Linked DNA regions of Triticum aestivum: region 1 is linked to region 2. The links are chromatin contacts, called in public Hi-C maps. All regions are on one chromosome and are shown on one strand. Each heading gives the region's core, a stretch centred on a gene start, on an enhancer-like site or on the middle of the called end of the contact. The rest is flanking DNA. Distances are from core to core; before and after follow the strand shown.

Evidence for each region. A called contact is a pair of places that touch in the nucleus more often than the background predicts.
Region 1: a contact with region 2 is called in a Hi-C map of an unstated tissue, with 5 times the contacts expected there. The contact joins the promoter of LOC123079983 here to the promoter of LOC123079982 in region 2. A contact is called at or near these places in 5 of 5 Hi-C or Micro-C datasets (leaf, root and an unstated tissue) and 1 of 1 datasets of contacts at active chromatin or transcription factors (leaf).

Annotation. Positions count from the first base shown.
Region 1 is chr3D:499,697,256-499,700,649 of IWGSC CS RefSeq v2.1, forward strand. It overlaps LOC123079983, which reads left to right and starts at 1,735. Exons shown (of 14, transcript XM_044502827.1): 1 at 1,735-2,086; 2 at 2,682-2,737; 3 at 2,860-3,034; 4 at 3,159-3,260; 5 at 3,359-3,394. The coding sequence starts at 1,997.
Region 2 is chr3D:499,544,514-499,547,978 of IWGSC CS RefSeq v2.1, forward strand. LOC123079982 (vacuolar protein sorting-associated protein 53 A) reads left to right here and starts at 2,098. Exons shown (of 24, transcript XM_044502826.1): 1 at 2,098-2,453; 2 at 2,630-2,724; 3 at 3,004-3,060; 4 at 3,273-3,423. The coding sequence starts at 2,405. It overlaps LOC123079980 (UDP-N-acetylglucosamine--peptide N-acetylglucosaminyltransferase 110 kDa subunit), which reads left to right. Exons shown (of 12, transcript XM_044502824.1): 12 at 166-969. The coding sequence ends at 506.

The sequences.
Region 1 (3,394 bases), core at 485-2,984, 150 kb after region 2:
AAGTAGGGTTCATGCGCTAATAAGGGTGGGAGTGTTTGCCTTATTATAGTGGTTATGGCCGTGTAGAAATGATTTTGTTTTCTGGACAAAAGTTCTTCTGCTTTGCATATTATTTTCTGTTGTACGCACTTGCTTCGTATGTGGTTGGAGAGGGTGGTCAAAGAGGTATTTACCCAACATGGGTGGCAGCATAATCTCGGATCGGACGACAACCTCCCTTGACATAGGCATAGTGTCAGTCACTTAGGACTTTACTGTCGCCAATGTGTCGAGTTATTTTTTTTATCATATCGTTCATGTGTTTGGCCGTTCTTTTTGATTTAATAGAACCGACCTTTATTGAAAAATGCATCGGTATATAGATACTCCCTCCTTCCCATTATGTATGGTGTGTAAGCTTCTGGCATGGAAATTAGTGCAAGGCTAAACGCAAATTACTGAACCATGGTTACAGAAAGTTTCCTTCACGATATCCTTTAACAAATGTGGTTGGATAATCCACGATTAGCAAGGGTTAGCTTACGCTGACCGTACAAGGAAGAATATCATGAGTTAAGTGCTAACATGCCTTAAATTTTGGGAATTTTTGAGAAAACTTAAACGCTAAGATTTTAGGAAGAAGGGAGTACAAATTTTTGTGGCCTTAATGCTATATATTCAACATGGTTCTTGCTTATGTATACGAATATAGAAGAAATCTCATAATTGATCAAAAAAAATGTAGACCAGCAAAAGACCATGGTCAAATAAGTAGAGAAAATTAAGTTTTCAATCTCGTGACACATGATTTCGCATTTATTACCCTCTCGTAGTGCATAAATACTCTCGCAAATATTAGTAAAGATTTTCCATTTACCGCTCATTGATGTTTCGAAATCCATCATATACCGCACTGTCACATTTGTAGTATGCGCTGTCGCCCACGGTGCTCCCTTTGGCACCTTCCATATGTTTGCATCCGCGCAATATCTACCCATCCTCCCACCTACCGGCAACATCTTGGTGATACGTATTCGATGCGACATATACTGTGTACGGAAGCTCTATCGTGTAAGCCATGTATTACACACAGGCACACAAATTGCCAGCAAGCCATAACATAATTCTCAGCCATTGGATCGAACCTCGTGGCGCGCCGATTTCACCTTCCATTAATAATTAGCGTCACACCACTTCCGTGTGCACAACACACGGTTTTCTACCGCATTTATTACCCCATCGTAATACATAAATACTCTCTTAATTATTAATGAAGATCTGTCGTTTACAACTCATTGATGTTTCGAAATCCATCGTATACCGCACTGTCACATTTGTAGTATGCGCTGTCGCCCACGGTGCTCCCTTTGGCACCTTCCATCGGCTTGCAACCCCGCGACATCCACCCATCCTCCCACCTACCGGTTACATTTTGGTGATACATATTCGATGCGATATATAGCGTGCAAGCCATGTATTACACACGCGCGCGCAACTGTCAGTAAGCCACAGCATAATTCTCAGTCGTCGGATCAAACCTCGTGGCGCGACAATTTCATCTCCTCCCCTCTCTTCCATCGCGTCACACCACTTCCGTGTACACGGACGCGGTGTGCCCGTAGCATCGCAGCCCCGGTTCAAAACGGAGGGACAGGGTGGGGCCCAGGGGGCAGAAGCGACGCGGCCCTGATCCCAAAGACCACCGAGCCCAGATTGGTTAACCCGCAAGAGAAGAAAACCCCACGTCAAACAGCACACGCACAGCAGTATTCAGCGCTGGCTGGCCGCAAGCGCAGCGGAGCACATACAAATTTCGCACGCGACCGGGGACCCTAGCTCTCTTCTCTTCTCTTCTTCGGTTTCTTACCGCTCTCCAGGCCAGAGATCCAGCGAGAGACCGCTCCGCCCCACGCGGCCTCTCCGCTCCCTCCCCTCACCCCCCCGCGGCCCGCCCAGGAGCTCCGGCACGCGCCCGCCGCGGCAGAAGCGCCAGGGGGAGGGGAACGCCGCCGCGGCAATGGCGGCAATGGAGGCCGCCGCCGACGCGATGCTCGCCGCCGCCAGCCGCGCCTTCTGCAGCTCCGTCGCGGTCTTCTTCCAGATCCAGGTGAGGCCCGCCTCCCCCCCGAGCCCTCGCCTGCCCCCCTCGTTTCGGTCGATTCGTGGCGGCGCCGCGGAATTGCTCCGTGGCCGGGTAAAGCGCGGATTTTTCTTTTCAAATATTTTTTACTATTGGTACTTTTCGAGGGGTAATTCTGGGCGGAGAATTTTCCGCTCGGCACCGGTTGTAACTTACCGTGGGGAAGTTGCTAGGTTTCGCTCTCACGGCGGTAAACCGCAAGTTAATATCTCTGCTTCCATGCTTTGGAAGCGACGCAATTGGAAGATTGTGATATATCTTCTACGTCTCAGGCCGGCAAATCTACACGTACTTAATGTATATCCGTGTGGTAGCATAAGCTTTACCGTCTTTGTCGGTTTCGTTTGGACAAGCAATGTCGATCTCGATCTTTCTTACTTGTTTCGTGTGCGTGGCCTTGTTATCCGTTTGGAGTGTAGAGGAGAACATGACTGGTTAAAGTTTAGATTTCGTCTGATGCTGAATACTTTGCAGCTTAATCTATACCATAATTTATTTGCTTTCACAGTTTACACTGTGGCTTGCTTCTGATTTCTAATGCAGTTTCCCACAATTTATGTAGGGGTGCTGTATCTGCTTACTACTTGCTTTTGGTTGGGCTGTTGCTTCACTGGTCAGGTATTGTGGACCTTCAGAAAAGCACTTTTGTATTAAAAAAATCTTGGCTATGTTTTGAGTGCCACAAATCCAGCAGCAACTTGACTTTATTTTGCAAAATGCAATTGATGGTTTCTTACCAGAAAAAAGGAAATTCGCAAGATGCGGCGCAAAATGGCATCTGGACATAGTTTTGCATTTCTTTGTGATGACGTAGATGAGCTTGAGCACTCTGTCCAGCAGAAATTGCCTATGGTCTCTGTAGTCATGCCTTTGAAGGGCTTTGGGGAACACAATTTGCAAAATTGGAGAACTCAGGTACAGTCAGACTGCAGTATAGTTTATATAGTACAATTAATTATTTTGCTACTGACACCCTTATACACATTCATGCATATAGTATTAATTATTATTTTGCTATTGACACCCATAAAAAATACAGATTACTTCTCTTTATGGGGGGCCATTGGAATTCTTGTTTGTAGTAGAAAGCAAAGACGATCCAGCTTATCGTGCCGTCTCCCGTTTGATTGTAGAGTACAAGGTAAGTGAAAGCCCTGGTAGCAGTTAATGATCTTATTCTACCATCTGTCTATACCACTCTTCATCGATTTTGACCTTTTGGAATTATATGATTTTCAGGACAAATTGGACGCAAAGGTGGTTGTAGCTGGGTTT
Region 2 (3,465 bases), core at 848-3,347:
TTATCTAATTAGTCTAGCAATGCTCTAAGTCATACCTCTGGACAAAGGAACTTCACCACCATAATTGATTTACCGGAACCCCCAATCATTATCTGTACTTCCCTATACATTATTTCTGCATTAACTACATGACTAATGTGTATGCACTGATGGCTGTTTACACAGGTATTGCGTTGCAGTTATCGAATGATCCGTCCTCTGAAACTGTGTATAAACGGGCATTAGTGCTATCGTCCAGCCAGCAGTCGTACGCAATCCTCTCGAACATTGGGATCCTTTATCGGCAGCACAGGTTGTATGAACTTGCAAGAAAGATGTTATCCAGGTCTTTGGAAATTTGTCCTGGGTATGCACCAGCCAACAACAACCTGGGGCTTGTGTTTGTCGCGGAGGGCCGTTGGGAGGATGCTGTAAGCTGTTTCGAGAAGGCTGTCAAGTCTGACGACTTGCTTGATGCTGCCAAATCGAACTTGGCAAAAGCCCTTGCGTTGGCTAAGAAACAATAGAGCAAGAGATGATGAACGGTGATGACCTTTCAGACATTGCGCTGGAGCTTCGAACAGGAAGGACCTGTCCATGCAAACCTCGGATCTGGAATGTCAACTTTCAAGGGGCCAACTCAGAAGCTATGCTTGGTGACTCTAAGGCTGCTGCCATCCGTGCAGCGGATCAGCCCCCAGGCTCCGCAGTTGCTGTGCTGGTAGGTTTTCTCTGGCCGGTCATTCGGAAAGGGCAGAGTTCGAAGAAATTCTGGAGTAGAATTTGACTGTAAGTTTGTAACAGGCATGTGACATGAACATGAACGACTGTACCTGTACCCTGTACATAACACCTCAAAGTTTTAGCTACAAACACAACTCGCTTTCACTGTAAGATCAGTTGTCACGACGCCGTCTCCATTTTTTTTTGTGCGACACCATCTCCGGTTTGAAGTTGTGTTAACACCAGTATCAGTATTCAGTAGTATCACTTGAGAGTTTGTATGAGTTCCCGGTTCCCCACTATTTCCTTTGTTCACAATTATAAGATGTTCTAACCTTTTTTCTAAATAGGATGTATATAGACATGTTTTGGTGTGTGTGTTCACTCATTTCAGTCCGTATGTAGTCCTTATTGAAATATCCAAAACATCTTTGTTGCTCTTTTAATTTGACACCAAGTCCAGTTCCCAGTCCTTTTTGGTTATTGTCGTCTGAGTTTTATACTGAACTGAAATGGTGTGTTGTTTAACTGATAATATTGACTTCACACTATTTTAGCCATGTTTCACTGATTTTATTTTAGTTAATCTTTGTTCCAATCTGGCATTACAACTTGCCTGCATACACAGCGATCATCATATATCACAAAAATCACGGCATATCATAGATCCGATCCACCTGTGAAACTACAACAAAATTGCACAAAAAGACTTGCATGAACTACACAACAGTAAAAAGTGAAATAGTCAACTACACAGTAAACAGTTTCTCCTCTGCATCAACTACACACATCAACAAGAAAGCAATTATGTGAACAAGAGCAATCAACAATAACCAAATGAAGTACACAATCAGCAGCAACAAAAACTTGTATCAACTATACCATTGAGATTTGGATGACCAGACAACAATTACATGAGCAAAGCCAAGTCCACCAAATACCTGCTTTGCAGTTCATGCAAAATTCAAAAAATTAGACCAAGTCACTGTTAGGGCCTAGTCACTATTGTGGGGAAGCGACGAGCGCAACAGGCGGATTTGTTACCATCTATATGATCCTAGTTGCGGTAGCATTGATCAACAACGCATTCATGCGAGGGCTTGATGATGTTGTGGTAATCGGCTTTCCCCCTTACTTTGCCAGTGCGTCCGAAGCTACGTGTTCGGCTCTTCGTCCACCAAACCCTAACCTCGTTGGAACTCGCCAACCTTGAAATTTGAACCTTAAGCGTAGGTTTTAGAAGCTTGTGTATATTTGAATATTCGTACTATTATTAGCTCACTAATTCTGCATGACCCCCTCACTAGCAAGAAAGTCACTATGTGCATTTCATTCTACTCGACCAACAAGTTTTTTTTTTTAAAATAGCCTAACTACCAAGTGAAGTTCAGGTTCAGAGCAGGAAAGCGGGTATACCGGGGTTCCACCTGCCAGCAACCGACTCGTCACGACTCGGCGCCCACCGCCGCCGAGCACAAATCGGTCGAGCGGGCGACGCCGACGCCGACGCGGACGACCCCGCCGACGAGCCCCCGCCTTCCATTTCCTCTCCCGCGCACGCGAGAGGGAGCCCGGCTCCCCAACCGCCCGGGTCCCGTCGGATCGGCCCCCTTCTAGTCGCGCTCCCCTGCTCCCAGATCCTTCTAGAACCCTCCAGATCCCCGGGGAGCCGGCGCTCGGGGCGGCGAGATCTCTGCCCGGCATGGACAAGTCCAGCGCCCTCGAGTACATCAACCAGATGTTCCCCACCGGTACGCGCGCCGCTCGATTTCGATTCCCGTTTCCTCGGCTATAGGCTGCTCGCTCGCGATGCTGCTGCTGCGGCGGCAATGCGCTCGCTTCGAGCTTCGCTGTCCCGGGATTTAGCATTGGTTGCTAGAGGATTATAGGGTTTACAGCTTGCGTTTGTTTTTCTGCTGCTTGGCAGAGGCGTCGCTGTCGGGGGTCGAGCCGCTGATGCAGAAGATTCAGAGCGAGATTCGCCGGGTGGACGCCAGCATCCTCGCCGCCGTCCGGCAGCAGGTTCGGACTCGTGATCCCGTGCTCCATTTGCGCAGTGGTGTGATTTGCACTACCTTCACTCTTTGCATCAGAGCTGGTTAATGTGCCCAAACTGATGGGTTGTGCACTTTGGTGCAAGTAGGTAGTGTGGTATTGCGATGATGCAATTGCAGTGAATTTACTTTGAATATGCACTCAATGAGAATGTGTGGCTGGAAGCCCCAGAATTGCTTGGTATGTGCTTATTATTGCTTATTGCTATACTATATCTGACAACGGGAAGATATTGCTACTCTGCAGAGTAACTCGGGAACCAAGGCCAAGGAAGAACTTGCTGCTGCCACAAATGCTGTTCAGGTCATATTTTCCCTTTTCCTTGTGATTTGCATATTAATCACAATGAACTTACTGCATAATTGATTGAGCGGCAAGCCTTACTAAGCTATAGTTAGATTAGCTCTGGAAACGGTAGGATGTTTATTTGGGGGGAAAAGGGTAGGATGTTAATCAGGTACTGGAGTGCACACTTAATGAAATGATTGGAGTTTAACTTTGCTGTGTACTAACAGGAACTAATGTATAAGATACGTGAAATAAAAACAAAGGCTGAGCAAAGTGAAACAATGGTTCAAGAAATCTGCCGAGACATTAAAAAGTTGGATTGCGCCAAGAGGCATATAACAACTACAATAACGGCTCTTCACCGCCTTACTATGCTTGGTTAGTTTCTTTACTTCACTTTATTTGGGGTTTGTGCTATTG